2 separate regions of the Capsicum annuum genome follow, and region 2 is linked to region 1. Evidence: chromatin contacts called from public Hi-C data. All regions are on one chromosome and are shown on one strand. The core of a region is the stretch at or near the end of the contact, and the rest is flanking DNA. Distances in the headings are between cores, read along the strand shown.

Evidence for each region. A called contact is a pair of places that touch in the nucleus more often than the background predicts.
Region 2: a Hi-C map of leaf shows a contact between it and region 1, with 2.5 times the contacts expected there. The contact joins the promoter of LOC107878552 here to the enhancer-like site in region 1. A contact is called at or near these places in 2 of 5 Hi-C or Micro-C datasets (leaf and placenta).

Annotation. Positions count from the first base shown.
Region 1 is chr1:85,927,555-85,930,254 of UCD10Xv1.1, reverse strand. It overlaps LOC107878062 (importin-5), which reads left to right. Exons shown (of 20, transcript XM_016724935.2): 20 at 316-877. The coding sequence ends at 480. Among protein-coding and RNA genes, the nearest start is that of LOC107878062, 12 kb to the left of the region's middle. Within about 2 kb of position 1,269, at least 2 of the 5 cell types and tissues checked have an H3K27ac peak or open chromatin away from gene starts, as enhancers often do. A contact at or near this core is called in leaf, where this site is marked.
Region 2 is chr1:86,223,225-86,225,924 of UCD10Xv1.1, reverse strand. It overlaps LOC107878552 (probable E3 ubiquitin-protein ligase ARI7), which reads right to left and starts at 1,386. Exons shown (of 1, transcript XM_016725575.2): 1 at 1-1,386. The coding sequence starts at 1,249.

The sequences.
Region 1 (2,700 bases), core at 20-2,519:
AACTAGATTTCCCATTTTGAACCAGTGTCTATTTTGAAATTTTCAGATAGTGGTTTGCTTTTTTGCTTTCTTTTGGTGGGGGGGAGTGGAGGAGGAGATGATGGGGAATACCCGCTCCCTGATCTCTTATTTAGGTGCTCCAGTGATTTTTTTTTTGGGTGGGGTGGGTGGTGGCGGTGTTTGTTTTTCCCCTCATTGCATCCGTAGATGATTGATCAGCTAGCTAACATGATTGTCCTATTTAATTTTACTTCATCGTATTGATTTTCATGTAGCCTCTGCCGTTGTGTAAATGCCTATATGCTTCTTCTGTAGGTTCTATGTACTGGTAAGGACCTTGCAACCGAGCAAACTGCTAGTCGGATGATTAATTTACTAAGACAGCTTCAGCAAACATTACCACCAGCGACCCTGGCCTCAACATGGTCTTCCTTGCAGCCTCAGCAGCAGATAGCTCTGCAATCCATTCTATCATCGTAGTGTTGTGGAGGATGACAATCTCCGATGCGATGGAAGCTGCTAGGCTGTTGCTTCGTGTGTATGAAATATTTGTTTATCAATTCTTTCTTATGAACACATTTCATTCTTGAGGTCATGCATCAGCCTGTTCTTTGGTTGAAAGAGTGAGCAAAGGCGGGAAACTCCTCTTTTTGTAGGATGTGTATATTATAAGTGTTGCATTTGAGTCCATCCTTCAGTAAGGATCTGTTGGTGATTATGGTTTGCTGAGAGTTATTTTTTCATCAAATGAGTTTTAAGCTCAAGGGTCGTCAGGGAGACGCTCTTGTCACAGTTTTGGTCCAGTCATATTGGAATTCTTTACATCGTGGGATGGTACGAGGATTAAATTATAAATGATGGTTATTTGTTGCTTTGATTGTGATCTTTTCTTGCCTTTAGGTCTTGGAGTTTTGTTTGCTATTTACTTCTGAATTTGTAGTAGTCTGATTCAAGCCGGACAATTTTCCAGTTGCAGCCTTCGGTAGTTAACAAGAAATATTAAGTGGAGGTGATTATTTCATTGTATAAGGGTAATAGGTGCCATGGAATTTCACAACGGCAAGTTCCATCTATGTGGGGATGACAATGGGACGGTGCATATCGTACTAGTTTATATGTACTTATTTTTTGTTTTTGTTACATTGTTATTGGTCCTAAGTCGGGGGTCTATCGGAAATAGCTTCTCTACTTTGCTTGAAGTAGTGGTATGATTTGCGTACACTCTACCCTTAGATCATACATTGGGTATGTTGTTGACAATGGGACGGTGCGGGTGTAGGTTGCAGGCGGGGTTACAATGTTTGAGGGCAATGTGGGTTTGAGCTTTTGTTAAGGGTGGGGCGGGCTTAAATGTTTTTTTAGAAATATCACGTGGGGCAGGTTGTGGGTTGGGGATTTTACATCTTTTAATCTAGGGAAAATTAACTATATAAACTTATTAGATTAGTTATTATAACTTATAGCAAAACTTTTAAGTTTTCAAGTTTATAGCAACTTTTATCTTAAAAAAATATATAAAAAGTTTTTTTTTTCTTTTGTTGAAAATATAGAAAAGCAATTACTGAAAAGGGAAAATTAATATTTAATACAATTAATGTACAATTTGCCTTCTTTAAAAGTAGTTAACCTTAATTGCTGATATTTATCCACCCCTAATTCCTCAAACCGTTATTTATCTTCCTACTTTAATGTTTGCATTAAGAGTTTGCATCTTCATACACTACTTGTCACTTTTTACACGATTTCTTTCTACCATCAAACAAAAAACGCATTCTATGTTGATTAGAATTTGATAGAAAAGCAAAACACAAGTATTTCTTTAGATAAAAATTATGAATTCTGTTAATTTGCATTCAATTATGATCCGTCATGGAGGGAGATGGGTTTTTTCAGGTTTGTTAATTTTTTTACGCCTTCTAAACGAATTTAAATATTTATTGGCATACCACCAATCGGATGCATGCCATCACAAAGAACACTGAGAGGAGGAGAAGAAAGGAAACATGTTGATTATTTGAACCAAGCAACACAATTGTTCAACAGCAAGTTGGTAGATGACTTAAGTTTTCTGGAAAACAAAGTACCTAATTCAAGATTGTTGTATGTAGATATATATAATCTTTCACTTGATGTCATCAACAACCCTCAGAAATATGGTACAAATATGGCTGCCTTTTTCCTGAATATCGATAAGATCTCCGTTTCTTTCTTTATATGACCGTGCAGGATTCAAAGTAGCAGAAAACAGATGTTGTGAGACAGGGAAAATAGAAGTTGCAGAGTTATGTACATCGGCGTGTTCCGATGATTCCGATTATATTTTTTGGGATATCTTTCATCTTACAGAAAAAGCATACAGACTTTTAGTTCATCAAATTCTTATACACCATTTAAGTAGCTTCTTCTGATAAATTCACATATCAACATGCATATCAATGAATTCTTAGTACTTGTTGCCGAATGATTGGTCATTTATATGTTATTTTCTCACTTAGTGATCATGTCTATCATCCCCGATTTTTATTTCTTTTTATTTTTTCTAATAAGCGTTTACATGATGTGGTAGTAACAAAGTTGTATTCATGGACTATAGCAGCACATACAAACTTGCAAATATTTAATTTTTTTTTGGTATTAAATTGGTATAAAATTGATATTGAATCATTTTTTCTATTTACTGTTTGTTTTTCTAATATAGTT
Region 2 (2,700 bases), core at 137-2,636, 300 kb before region 1:
CATACGCATAAGTCCACTTCAACACCCTTCTACATTCAACAATCTGCTTCCAGGCATCTAATATAAACTTTAATTGTGTCTCTGGTAAGGACTGCAATTTAATCAGCACCTTAACATTTACTTCCCCCATTCTCCTCAAATCTTCTACAGCTTTTTTCCTTGACTTCTCATTAGCAGCCCATCTCTCGTAATAATGTGTGTACTTCTCAATAGATTGCTTGGCCATTTCTTTCTTTAGCTCATCTTCGTTCCCTGGCGTGTACTTGTTACATGGATTATACCCATGAGTTTCCCAAGAATTAAGGCACAGCCAACAGAACTGATACTTACAAGGGTCTCTACAAGTCATTCGCATACACCCTGCGTTCTTTTCAATCGGCCTCTTGCATTTAGGACAAGCCTTTGTGTAAGCTAGAATCCAATTCGTGTTCTCTGATTCCGCATTATTTTTCTCCATCCACTTAACCACCATATCACAATCAACAGGACGATGAGCTTCCCCTGTACAATTCCAGCAAAAATAATTAGAACAACCACATATAACTTCACAATTATCACTCCCTATATCAAATTCAACTGCGAAGTTGCATCCGGGAGCAGGACACCACTTAATCTTCCTGTTTATCTCAACATAAGAACGAAAAAGAAATCCATAATACTTGTTTTTATCATCATCAGACGTTAACTTATCGATCATATCCTGCGTGACAGCAACTTTACAAGAGGGTTCTGGACATCGCAAATTCAAACATCCAGGACCATCAGCTATTGAATTACAAATATACCCTTGCCAACATTCAACACAGAAAGGATGACCACAACCAGAAGCCAAAATTCCATCGGAAGAAGAATAATCCTCAAAGCAAATTCCACAAGTTACCTCCTTTGATTCCCGAAATTGAACAACTTTTTCCTCCTGTATTTTCAAACCAACAGCTTCTCGAACATTGGATTCATCCGAAAACCATTCTTCGTGAACTTTATTTACACTCCAATTATACCGCCGGAGTAAAGCCGATGCTTCAGTTTTCGAAACTGACAGGACAGACGAAACTTTACAGATATCATCGTCCATGAGACGGCCAATATCATCGACGGACAAAACGACGTAGTTTTTTTCAGGGGGAAGATCATCGGAATCGTTATCGATGATGTCATCGCCGGCGTCACTGTCTCCACAGTTGATGAGGCCGTCATCGTCACTGTAATCCACATCGCTTCCATCGTACATGTCGACGTCGGTATCCATGATCAAAATTTTGTAAGGTAAAAGAGTTTACTCAGAGAAGGACTCAATAAATAAAAGACAAGCAAACCAAAGATAAAAGGGGGAGCTGAGTGAAATTCTTCGGAACAGAAATTTTAGCCCTAAAATAGTGTTTTTAACATGGTTGAAATCCGCACAGTGATTGGCAAAGTGTGTGTTATTTCGTGGAACTACGGGCCCACTATATCCACGTGGCAAAATCTATTATTTTTCGAATTCATAAAATGTTATTGGTTTATTGAGTGAATGAATTTTTAATATTTTTTTATTAGGATATTGATTTGATTTTAATTTTATTATACTAAATTATTGAATAAATCGATAACTCAATAAAAATATATTAAAATAATACTTTACCCCTATTTATACATTTGTATTACTTGCCTTCACTTAATTTCTCTTTAATCTCTAGAAACCTATTTAATATCCTAAAAACTTATTCACTTTATTATGGATTATGGCTCTGTCAGGCATATGTGATGCTTCATTTTATAATATATGAAGAGGATGTTTAAGGCATTTTTGATAATTATCATTAAATCTACTTGTTGCATAGTTTGTGAACAAGATGGTAAACTTCTTATTTTGTGAAATTTAGCACTACAAGGCATATGTCATGTTAGCTGCTATTTTTTATATTGTGAGCATTCTTATTAATGTCATGTGAGTTGGCACTGTTACACAATATTGAAAATCATTATGCCAAATTGCTATTATTTTCATGGGCATTTTCTTATCGGTTAAATCGAAAATCGAATCGTTAAGGATCAAAAATTGATAAAATGCCTTATTGATTTAGTAAATATATTAGACTTGGCGTTCTTAAAGGGAAACTCGGTGAACTAAAACTTCCACTGTGCGCAGCAGGGTCCAGAGAAGGGCTGGACACAAGAGTCTTTTGTACACAGCCTTACCTTGCAATTCTGCAAGAGATTGTTTCCAAGGATTGAACCCATAACCTATTGGTCACATGGCAATAACTTTATCAGTTACTCCAAAGCTCTCCTTCAGCGTTCTTAAAAGTGAAAATTGCAGAAAAAGAGACAAGGTCCTTAATAAGGCTAGGAGCAAAGTAAGACACACAATTAATTAAAAATCAAACAAATACTAAACATGTTTGAGTTCAGTAGTGCAACTAAAATAACTAAATCATCATTTAGTACTATTCAACTACCAAAATTTAATCCAACTTCTCAAATAGAGATTTTACTGAACCAATTGTTATGATCCATTTATGAAAGTCAAAAATATTTCATAACTTTATGGTGGAAAAAAAAGTCTATTTTATTTTTATTTGTAAAAAATATTTTTAGAAAAATAGTGTTGTTGTTGTTGTTGTTGTAGAGTCGCCACTTAATTTTAGGAAAATTTAGAAATCATTTAGAAAAGATGGTTTTAAAAGAAAATCTTAAAAAAATAACCTGAGTCTAGGT